Linked DNA regions of Oryctolagus cuniculus: region 2 is linked to region 1. The links are chromatin contacts, called in public Hi-C maps. All regions are on one chromosome and are shown on one strand. The core of a region is the stretch at or near the end of the contact, and the rest is flanking DNA. Distances in the headings are between cores, read along the strand shown. Region 1 overlaps LOC103350759 (a long non-coding RNA gene). Region 2 overlaps LOC100008872 (polycystin-2).

Evidence for each region. Hi-C and Micro-C count contacts between places; a contact is called where the count stands out from the background.
Region 2: a contact with region 1 is called in a Hi-C map of embryonic fibroblasts, with 3 times the contacts expected there. The contact joins two enhancer-like sites. A contact is called at or near these places in 3 of 6 Hi-C or Micro-C datasets (ear pinna, embryonic fibroblasts and an unstated tissue).

Annotation. Positions count from the first base shown.
Region 1 is chr8:77,404,696-77,410,463 of mOryCun1.1, reverse strand. The region is part of intron 2 of LOC103350759 (a long non-coding RNA gene); the gene reads left to right. It also overlaps a transcript of LOC100008640 not described here. Among named protein-coding and RNA genes, the nearest start is that of PPM1K, 57 kb to the right of the region's middle. Within about 2 kb of position 1,758, at least 3 of the 8 cell types and tissues checked have an H3K27ac peak or open chromatin away from gene starts, as enhancers often do.
Region 2 is chr8:77,676,015-77,682,304 of mOryCun1.1, reverse strand. LOC100008872 (polycystin-2) reads left to right here. Exons shown (of 15, transcript XM_002717010.5): 3 at 4,355-4,488; 4 at 6,194-6,290. Among named protein-coding and RNA genes, the nearest start is that of SPP1, 53 kb to the left of the region's middle. Within about 2 kb of position 2,329, at least 1 of the 8 cell types and tissues checked has an H3K27ac peak or open chromatin away from gene starts, as enhancers often do.

The DNA of each region.
Region 1 (5,768 bases), core at 509-3,008:
AGCACACTGGGTTCTAGTCCCGGTCAGGGTGCCAGATTCTGTCCCGGTTGCCCCTCTTCCAGACCAGCTCTCTGCTATGGCCCGGGAGTGCAGTGGAGGATGGCCCAGGTGCTTGGGCCCTGCACCCCATGGGAGACCAGGAGAAGCACCTGGCTCCTGGTTTCAGATCAGCGCGATGCGCTGGCAGCAGTACACCGGCTGTGGCGGCCATTGGAGGGTGAACCAACAGCAAAAGGAAGACCTTTCTCTCTGTCTCTCTCTCTCTCTCTCACTGTCCACTCTGCCTGTCAAAAAAAAAAAAAAAAAAAAGAAAAGAAAAGAAAAATAAATGAAGACTCTTGTGCACCATTCCAGACCCATGCTCAGAATCAGTGCATATGCTTATCAAGGTCCACAGATGACTCGTATACACTGTTAAGTGTTGAGAAGCCCCAGTCCTCAAGCTGTCAGCATTTAGAGTCTCTTGGGAGAGATTCTGATTTAATTGGTATGGGTATGACCTATACTTGGAGGTCTTTAGCAGATGAAACCACCACCTGCAGTGCTGACAATCCCATATGGGTTCCGGTTCAAGTTCCAGCAGCTCCTCTTCTGACCCAGCTCCCTGCTAATGTGCCTGAGAAAGCAGCAGAGGATGGCCCAAGTGCTTGAGCCCCTATACCCACGTGGGAGAATGGAAGAAGCTCCAGGCTCCTGACTTCAGACCGGCCTAGCTCTGGCCATTGCTGCCATTTGGGGAGTGACCCAGCGGATAGAGGACCTCACTCTGCCTCTCTATAATTCTACCTTTTAAATAAGTTTTAAAAAATAAAACCACCTCAGGCTATTTACAATTCTGGCTAGTTCAAAGAATTTTTTTTTTTTGGACAGGTAGAGTTATAGACAGTGAGAGAGACAGAGAAAAAGGTCTTCCTTCTGTTGGTTCACCCCCCCCAAATGGCCACCATGGGCGCTGCTGCACCGATCTGAAGCCAGGAGCCAGGTGCTTCTTCCTGGTCTCCCATGTGGGTGCAGGGGCCCAAGTACTTAGGCCATCCTCCACTGCCCTCCCGGGCCACAGCAGTGAGCTGGACTGGAAGAGGAGCAACCCGGTGCCCATATGGGATGCTGGTGCCGCAGGCAGAGGATTAACCAAGTGAGCCATGGCGCCAGCCCCCAAAGGATTTTATCAACCATAGTATGAGCAGGAATGGATTTAAAATTTTTTTCCACTAAAGTTTTAATCTTTTAATTCCATTTTCCATGACCCTTTTGAAGTCCCCTTATATTGTTTCAGGGGCAGGTGTTTGGCATAGTGCTTAACGTGCTGCTTAGGATGCCCATATCTCATATTGGAGTGTCTGGGTTTGAGGCCTGGCTCGGCTTCCAATTCTAGCTTCCTGCCAGTGTGCACTCTGAGAGGTAGCAGATGATGTCTCAACTACCTGGGTCCCTGCCACCCGGGTGAGAGACCCAGGATTCAGTTCTAGTTCCTAGATCTTCACTTCAGTCTAGCCCAATTCTGGCTGTTGCAAGTATTTGAGGGGTGAACTGGTAGACAGGAGATCTTTCTCTCTCCCCTCCCCTTTCAAATAAGTAAAATAAATACACAGCTATTTAAAAACAAAAATATTTGTTTCAATAGTAGTACTTGACTTTCATATTTGCAGTAGGTGGGTTCTCGATAGAAATAGACATGAATCCAAGGTCCTAAGCTGCTCCAGTATCTGCCAGTGAAATACAAAACATGTTTGCATATCCCTTAAAACAGGAAGATCCGGCTGGCTGGAACAATGTTACCCAGTTAGTGAAGACCATAGCAAGTCCGTAGTCTTGGCATTGCTTCCTTAAAGCTGCTTCCTTCTTGGCCAGGAGTTGTCGGTCTTTTCCTGAAGCACATCGACCCACAGGGACGCATTAGGAAATGTCCAAAGAATTCCTACAGTTCTGTTTCCTTCAGTGTCCCCTGGCAGAGACCTTGACAGCCTCTTCTCTGAAGTACAATGGGCAAACATGTTTGTCCTGGGCCTTCTCTTTAGGTAACAACTGGAAGGTCTTCCAGAGACTCTAGCAGGTTGCAACACATCGCTTCGGCAGCAGCACATCACCCCTCTTGACTCTTTCTACAGGTTCATTTGGTAAAAGCAAGATTCTAATCATAAAAGCACATAAGCACGAAACCTGGAGGGTATGCATTCCTGTTATGTTTTGACTTGCAAAAGATCTTTTCTCTCCCAAAAAAAGTAGGGATCCGAACTTTATTTTTCTTTCCTTTCCTTTTTTTGTTTTAAAAAGATTTATTTATTTATTTGAAAGGCAGAGTTACAGAGTGGCAGAGAGAGAGAGGTCACCCATCTGCTGGTTCACTTCCCAAATGGTCACAACAACTGGAGCTGGACTGATCTAAAGCCAGGAGCTTCTTCGGGTCTCCCACAGGGATGCAGGGGTCCAAGGACTTGAGCCATCTTCCACTGCTTTCCCAGGCCATAGCAGAGAGCTAGACTGGAAGTGGAGCAGCCGGGACGTGAATTGGTGGTGGCTTTAACCTCAATGGCACAGTGCTGACCCCAAGGAATCTGAACTTTTGCACTACTTTTATTTATTTATTTATTTATTTTTAATTTATTTGACAGGTAGAGTTAGAGAGAGAGAGACAGAGAGAAAGATATTCCTTCCATTGGTTCACTCTCCAAATGGCCACAACGGCCCGAGCTACGCCAATCCAAAGCCATGAGCCAGGAGCTTCCTCCTGGTTTCCCATGCGGGTGCAGGGGCCCAAGTACTTGGGCCATCCTCCACTGCTATGCCAGGCCACAGCAGAGAGCTAGACTGGAAGAGAAGCAACTGGGACTAAAACCGGCGCCCACATGGGATGCCGGTGCCGCAGGCGGAGGATTAACCTAGTGCACCACGGCACCAGCCCCTGCACTACTTTTCTACAGATAGAATTATTTCAACCTACTTGGTGTTGAAAAGAAAAACTAAAAATATGAATGACTCATGGAGGCATACTTCATTCTAAAAACTTGCCCTCTTGCACTTTCATAAAAATACTCTTATCAGTCTATCAATTCCATCAATTCTTCCTTTGTAATGTGTAGGGATTCTGTTTCTTCGTAACCTCTGATCATACATTTCTTAGTCCTTTATCATTACATATCTGACCATTTTCTATATTTTCTGCCAATGGCATTCCCTCTCTCCTCCAACTTGAACTGTCTTACACCTTGTCCCAGGATAGTTTTTTTTTTTTTTTTTTTTTTTTAAGATTTATTTATTTTGGGGCCAGCATTATGGTATAGAGGGTAAAGCCACTGCCTGCAGTGACGGCATCTCATATGGGCACTGGTTCAAGTCCCAGCTGCTCCACTTCTGATCCAGCTCTCTGCTATGGCCTGAGAAAGCAGTAGAAGATGGCCCAAGTCCTTGGGACCCTGCACCTGTATGGGAGACCTGGCAGAAGCTTTTGGCTCCTGGCTTCGAATTGGCGCAGCTCCAGCCCTTGCGGCCAATTGGGAGTGAAACAGCAGATGAAAGACCTCTCTCTCTCTCACTCTTTCTCTCTCTCTCTCTGTGTGTAACTCTTTCAAATAAATAAATTTAAGAAAGATTTATTTTATTTGAAAGAGTTACAGAGAGGGAGAGGGAGAACTTCCATCCACTGGTTCACTCCCAAGATGACTGCAAAGTCCCGGGCTGGTCCAGGCCAAAGCCAGGAGCCAGGGCCTTTATCCAAGTCTCTGACATGGGTGGCAGGGGCCCAAGGACTTGGGCCATCTTCCACTGCTTTTCCCAGGCCATTCATTAGCAGGGAGCTGGATTGGAAGTGGACAGCTGGGACATGAACAGGAGCCCAAATGGGATGCTGGTGTCGCAGGTAGCGGCTTTACCCACCTACAAGGGCCACAACATTGGCCCTTGCCAGCATAATCTTATTTCTAGAACTACCAAACTCTTTCTTCCTATCATCACCTATTGAAAAACCATTCATTCTTCTCATTACTAAAAAGTCTAAACATCTGAGCCCGGAAAGCAAGGCCACCATATCCTGAGACTTAGAAGCTGTTTCCTACTCTTCTTTTGTAAGACAGCTAGGATGCAACACAAATGGTCAATCTGTATCTCGTAATCATGCCGCTGAATCTCTCAATTCCGTCTCTCTGTTTTTTTTTTTTTTTTAAAGGTATTTTTTATTTGGGGTGCAGAGGGAAGGGATAGGCAGAGGCAGAGTCACAGGAAGGGATAGGCAGAGGCAGAGGGAAGTCTGCTTGTTCATTCCACAAATGGCCTGTGCCAGGCCAAAGCCAGGAGCCAGAAGCTTCATCTTGGTCTCCTACATGGGTACAGGGGCCCAAGCACTTGGGCCATCTTCTGCTGCTTCCCCAGGTGCATTAGCAGGGAGCTGGATCAGAAATGGAGCAGCTGGGATTCAAACCAGTGCCCATATGGAATGATGGCACTGCAGGCAGTGGCTTTACCTGCTATACCACAGTGCCAACCCCAACAGTCACATTTTGTAATTTAAAAACTAAATATTCCCAAGTGCTCAAACAACAAAATAAGTCACAAAACAAATTGAAATTAATATGGTCAAAGGTAGTTATTTTAAATATCCCATTGTCTTCTCCAAACTTGTAAGATTTCAACTTTATATCACAAGCCTAAATCAATTGAAATTTTGACAAAATTGTTCTCATTGTACTAGACCAAAGTCTATTGAATAATGTAAGTATAGAAATAGCAAGTAGGTAAACATTCTTTAGTATAAAAGTATTCATATGTGGGGCCGGCGCCATGGTTCACTTGGTTAATTCTCCGCCTGCGGCGCCAGCATCCCATATAGGCACCAGGGTCTAATCCTCTTCCAGGTCAGCTCTCTGCTGTGGCCCAGGAAGGCAGTGGAGGATGGCCCAAGTGCTTGGGCCCCTGCACCCACATTGGAGACCAGGAAGAAGCTCCTGGCTTCGGATCGGTGCAACACTGGCTGTAGCATCCAGGGGGAGTGAACCAACAGAAGGAAGATCTTTCTCGCTGTTTCTCTCTGTCTGTCTATAACTCTACCTGTCAAATAAAAAAAGTATTCATATGGGTTTGATACCTTAAGCATTTCCTAGAATGAAAAATGTTTTCCCCACTAAGGAGACTACTGTACATACCAGAATAGCTTTTGGCAGGTGTCTTAGAAGCTTGTTGAGGTTGTGTGACCCTAGGAAGTAAAGACTTCCCCTGGGATTGATTTCTTGCACTGATTCTGATTTGGGACGATATTTCATGTTGCAATGTTGTGACAACCTTCCACCTACAGCATATATTATATAACGCTTCTGATTACTGACCAAAGTATGTCATTTACACTAAGGTTAAGTATTGCTTGGATGTTGCTCTTTTTTTTTAATTTGGAAAAGGACATCTTATTATAATTGTCATTTTGGCCTTAATGTTAAGCTTTTTGAGCTTAACAAAGTCCTTCATTCTTTCATATTCTTACCATCTTTTAAGATTACACAAATTTTTGGACATGATCAAGGATAAAGTTACAATCAATTTGTTTTAAAGGCATTAATTGGCTTTATTTAAAATTCTAGAATTCCATAAAATAGAATAATTATTCCAGTGAGCTAAGCAGAAGAGGCTAGTTTTGTAGACAGAAAGGACTGAAGTAGAAACAAAAGTAAAAAGTAGGCTGGTCATTTCAGTTATGTTCTCTGTAAAGCAGGAACAGAGACATAATAATAGAAAAATAACTGACTGGTTAATGTCAGTAAGAATTAAGGCAGGGGCATAGCGAA
Region 2 (6,290 bases), core at 1,080-3,579, 270 kb before region 1:
GAATATAGAGGTTCTTTCCCCCATACCACCCTCCCACCTTGACTCCCATCCCACCTCCTACTCCCTCTCCCATCCCCTTCTTCATTTTGGTTCATTTTTAGTTTAATTTTATATACAGAGGACCAACTCTATGTTATGTACAAATTTCAACAGTTTGCACTCATGCACACACACAACATATAAAGTACAGTTTAGGAACAAGTTTTGCAGTTAATTCTCATAGTACAACTCATTAAGGATGGAGGTCCTACATGGGGAGAAGTGCACAGTGACTTCAGTCACTTTACATTTTTAAAAAGATATTTGTTCCTGATATATTTTCTCATCCCTTTATTTTGAATGGGTTTCTTTTAAAAATTCTAGAGGCAGGCTAGTGCCGTGGCTCAATAAGCTAAACCTCCACCTGCGGTGCTGGTACTGCAGGTTCTAGTCCCGGTTGGGGTGCTGGTTCTGTCCCGGTTGCTCCTCTTCCAGGCCAGCTCTCTGCTATGGCCCAGGAAGGCAGTGGAGGATGGCCCAGGAGCTTGGGCCCTGCACCCACATGGGAGACCAGGAGGAAGCACCTGGCTCCTGGCTTCAGATCAGTGCAGGGCACTGGCCGTGGCAGCCATTTGGGGAATGAACCAATGGAAAGAAGACCTTTCTCTCTGTCTCTCTCTCTCATTAACTCTGCCTGTCCAAAAAAAAAAAAAAAATTCTAGAGGTGCATTTTTTTAAAACTTTTTAATCCGTAATTTAAAACTCCTAATCTAATAAATTTAATCCCTTCACATTTCATGCTTCTGTCAAATCTCTGTCACTTTTATTTTTTTCTCTCTTTTTTATGTTTTCCTTTTTCCTTTTGGTAAATTATACAATTTTTCTTTGCTTTTTTATTCTAGTCATTTGGCATTTATATAATAGATATGCTTCTCCCCATGGGAGACCAGGAGAAGCACCTAGCTCCTGCCTTCGGATCAGCGCGGTGCGCTGGCTGCAGCACGCCAGCCGTGGCGGCCATTGGAGGGTGAACCAACGGCAAAAGGAAGACCTTTCTCTCTGTCTCTCTCTCTCACTATCCACTCTGTCAAAAAAAAAAAAAAAATAGATATGCTTCTACCATACCTGTTATTTGTTGTAATATTTGAACCTATGTTTTTCAGAAGTATCAAGAATAAAATAATATCTATGACCTATTTTGAAATGGTAGACTGTATTTAAGGCAGCTTTTGTTAATTTAGATGCCAGCTGTTTAGAGATGCCATGGTTTAACATACTTTGTTCTTCCTTATTTTGTAGAAAAATGGAAATGGGGTTACCATAAGAGATAAATAGCAGAAGAAATATTTGCACATACAGAGACAGTGGATGCCACCTTGCAAGTGGGCTTTCTCCACCAGGCACTAAAGGGGAAAGGATGTGGCAGTTTCTTGCTTCCATTACTTTTAGAGTGTGCAGATATCGTCACGTGCCTTTCTCCACTTGAGCTTCATAAACACTGTAGATATCACCATTCTCATTTTCTAGATCACAGCATCAGGCTCAGAAGAGTTTAGTAGTTGCCCAAGATGCCAAGACTGCAAGGCCCACAATCACAAACACAGAAGCAGATAATGGGACTGAGCCAATTGAAACTCAGACCCAAACCATTTTGACTCAGTATCTAGGGATCATTTAGCTGCCACCTACAAAGGCTTATGGTTTGGCTAACTCCTGGAGTGTGTGGAGCTGTCACTCAAGGATACCCTGGACCAGTTGAGGCCTGGCACAAGGGAGGGACCCAGTTAATGTTGGGGGAAAAAATAGGGATTGTTTCTCTGGCTGTCCAGCAGAGGGTGCCACATAGCCAAGGAACTTTGTTGCTTCCCTTTCTATAAATACAGCCATTAAAGCCAATACTGATCCTGAGAATTTCAAAAGTAAAACTCAGTATTGGTTTTTGAGAGAGATTTTAAAGTCAGTGGCTAAAATCCTTATATATTCATACTTGCATTTAATGATGCCATATTTATAAATAAAAATTTAAACAATGGCTCACATTTCGTTTTTAACAACAAACCCACAGGTAAAAACTCCAGAATACAAACCGATCAATCTAAAATCCATCAGCATTTCAAGTTAACTGAAAACAATCAACTCAATTTTTAGTAGGCTTTGGGGGGCCTTTCTACTTACTTTTCCATATCAACTGTGTCCCCTTGAAGGACAGATGCCCTTTGCAGGGTGCAGTGTACCTGCGTCCATCCCTTTGAGGGAGCTGGGGACACCCTCCCTGGGTACACTGGGAGCTGCTTCTTGAAGACAGCTTGCTCATCTGCATGTCTGACACCTGTTCCAGGAATGTTAGAACTCCAAGCCCTGGCTCAGTCCGGTTTTGAGAAGCAGCTGGCATGCTATGCTGCGCCTGAAGAGGGCAGCACTTACCCTGATTACAGTGGCTCATGGGCTGGCAGGTGAGGAAGCTGAGCAGTGCACAAGTTGTGTGGATTATGCATACTCTTCGCTTAACTGGCTGCTTGAGGAGAACTGCAGAACTGCCTCCTGTTTGAATCCCGATGCCCTCTCCCTTCATAATCTTGACTTTCTATGATGCTTGAAAGGGCTGTAAGAAGTCAAACTTTACTAGGGAGCATTCAATGCCAAAATAATTTCATACAAGTTTAATGTGCATTTTGTGATGCCTAAAAACTTACAGAATGAGATCCGTGTCAGTCACTTCCTGGGAATTCAGGGCTACTGTCAAAAGAAGTATAAAATGCCTTCCTTCCCTTTGAAGCTTTCTCATCAGCTAATTGTAGGAGTTACAGCATAGTACACCTGTGATCATTAGAGTCCAGCATAAGAGAGGACTTGTCAAGGTGCTGAGATTTTTAACAGGTGTGTTAGGGCAATCCCCCACTATTAGATGTTTTATTGCTTGTTTTTTCAAGTTCAGTCACAATCCCCATGGGAATGTTTTTATTGCGGAGACAGGAATTTACAAAGTAAGGTCCAGAACTCCCGGTGAGCATGCCCCTGTGAGGCTCAGAGGTGTCAGTTGGTGGAGGCCACGGGGACTGGAGGCCAGCTCCCAGAACTGCAGACCTCGTAGCCCATGTCCATCCCGGGTGAAGAAACAGCTGAGAACTGCCCAGAGGAATGACAGCCAGGAGCCCCAGTTGGGGCCGGCCTGCCGAGTGTGGCCCCAGTAGTCCAAGACCCCGGGAGTCAGGGTAACACGAGCGGCATCACTGTCATGGGAGGGACGGTGGCTCACAGCCAGTGTGGGCCACTGCCTGGTATGGGTGCAGCAATTGTAAACGCAGTAATGAATCCTAGAACCTGGGGGAAGCTGCATCTGATTTCTGATTTCCACCTCAAAAGCATTGGGAGAACCACAGAGAAAATAAGTATAGAGATCTGACTTCCTTAAAACAGATATTTGTCAAGTGTTAGCCACTCGTGGGTAAATTTCAGCTATTTTAAGAACCCCAAAAAACCCTATGGGGTAATTAGGCCTTCTTACAGAAAAGGAAATTTAAGCTCAGAAAGTATAATGAGCTTGCCCAAGTCACTTATGAATTCCGAGTGGTAATTAAAGGAAGTGTAATGAAGGAACTATTTGTATAGGTGAAGCAGGGTTAAGGTAACCAGAAGAGGGGGGTGAGTCACTTGGGAAAGGACTGAGGGACTCAGGGAGGGGATGGGATGGCATGAACCCAGTGCAGCTGGGGCAAACTGATTCTTCCGGAAGCAGTGGCCAAGGTTAGAGGATGCACTGGCAGGTACATCCAGATCGTGAGGGAGTAGAATGTAGGAGTGGAGGGAACAAACCAACATCTCTCTCTCTCTCTCTCTCCCCTCCCCCTTTGACTCCCAAGGGGCACAGTCTCCCCGGTGGCACAGTCCACAGAAACCAGCCTCAGGGGCAGAGCAGAATGGCAGAGGCACTGATCTGCAGGGAGCCAGGGCCTGGTGTCCTGAGCAGCTGTAGGGAGAGGAGGCAGCAGGTGCATGACCGAGCATGAAGAGCTCAGCCCAGATTTTCTTGGGGCCGGTGCAGCTCAGCTAACTGGGATGTGGGCTCCAGTCCTGGAGGCAGGTGGGAGGTGAAACTGAACAGGCCTGATGGAAGGGCCCAGTGTCCAGTGAAGGCCCCTGATCTTAATTTGATTCTCAATAGTGAGTCAGTGTTGTTTCACATAATCCAACAAACATGTTTTTTTTCTAAGCTAATGAGATGAGATGGACTGAAGAGGGAAGGCAAGGGTGAGAGAAGACCTTGTGTGGCTGACTGCCCATCAGCCAGAACCATCCTTTCGTGAGGGCTTTTGGCTGGTGAACAACGTGTCTGCAGCTTCTTTGTAGAGTTCACTGGGCTCCCTCTGTGTTCCAGTGACCTACGGCATGATGAGTTCCAATGTGTACTACTACACCCGGATAATGTCCCAGCTCTTCCTGGACACTCCCATTTCCAAATCGGAGAAAACTAACTTTAAAACTCTCGCTTCGATGGAAGACTTCTGGAAGGTATTTGCAAATGACTTTGAAAGTACATCTCTATCACTGAAAATTGTTCATTTAGCTTCCTAAGTTCAGTGCATGAATGTGTTCCTGCAGGGCCTGCTATGTGTTTAGCACTATGAGATGTTGTAAGTTGAGTGAGTTGGTAGAAGTTACTGTTCCTACCTGCCAAGAAGAGTAAACTAATATTCACTGGGAACCATGCATGTGACTTGCACCATGCTATCTCGTACCTGATTTACTCTCCATAGTCACCTTCCATGGTAAATGCTAATAATTGTCCCTCAGTTTGTAAATGAGGAAGAGGAGACTCAAGGTGCTTACATTGATATGGTCACACAGCTAAGGAATAAGAATAGTGGGCGTTTTTCTAGTCTGACAACCACTTCTTCATTCTAGTTTATAATTCATTCAGTCATTCATAATCTCATAAATAGTGAATGAGGTCTCATAGGACATAAGACCCTGGAGAACAGTGCAATTGCTCTGTGTTGCTTCATTCTCTGTTTCATCTTGTTGATGAGTGTGTGTGTCGCTGGCCCCAGCGTGGTGCCTGATTCGAGGTAATCATGTCCTTTCAAAGCCCTGCTAATGTAAAAGTCAACTCAGCCCCTTCCCCAGTTGCCACAGATTCCAGCATAGTAGCAGGACATAAGCAATGAGTAATATCATAGGAAAATATTAAAAGAATCTAAGAAAATTGAAGGGAAATTGGGAAGGAAATGATTGTTTTCTCTAGGGAGATACTTTTGAAAATTTTTGCTAAACCCTGGGTCACAGCTGTTGATTTCACACACTGATAAAATGAGGTCTAAGGAGCCTCTTCACAGAGGGCAAACCACACTTCACAGTATGGCTGTTTTCATCACCCCAGGAGGGCTATCAGCCTGTATCTATTCATTGTCCTTCTGATAAGGATAATATGCTGATAAATGACTAGATCTATATTTAGTTATGCAAACTAACAAGAGCCTTCTCATATTTACAGTTTCATGACACTAAATGCCAACCCAAAACGGGTAGGCAGAGGTTGCGGAGTTCATCATGTAGCAAGAGCAAGCCCATGTTTACAAAGCCCAGTTCACAATGGACTATGACTCATCCAGAAAAAAATGAAACCCTAACAATTGCAACAAAATGAATGGAACTGGAGATCTTTATGCTAAGTGAAAAAAGCCAGAGCCAGAAAGATAAATAATCACATTTTCTTATTTTGTCAAAGTTAATATAGAAACAGTATTCAGAAACAATAACAAAAAAAGAAGTCCAGACAAATGAAAGACCCACCAGAGGGTAGAGTGTGGCCTTCTCTCTGTGACCATGTGGGTTGCTTTTTCTCAAGGGAAAGAAGAGTTGATCGTGGTTGTGGATTTATGCAACACCATTCCTCCCTCACCTTTAGTCCTAGAACAGAACTCAGGGTTAGCATTTGTTAAGCGCACACTTGGTGACTCTGTGCCAAGTTCAGTGACCATGCAAAGGATGAGTTTTTCGGAGGCAGGATCCCTGGGTCAGAAGCCTTTGTTCCAGGCTTCACAGCTAGCAAGCTATGGAGCAGCAGCCAAACCAAAATCTTTCAGGTGGCAAAACCCATTCTTAACACTTGCCTGTGTTCCTACAGTCGCCGGACTCGGCTGTGTGAATTGTCTAGGCAGGACCAAGGATAGCCACTTAGCTTACAAGTTTTCAAAAATGATACCTTTGCTTGCAGTTCACAGAAGGCTCCTTGTTGGATGGGCTGTACTGGAAGATACAACCTGACAACGAGACTGAAGCTGACAACCGCAGTTTCATTTTCTACGAGAACC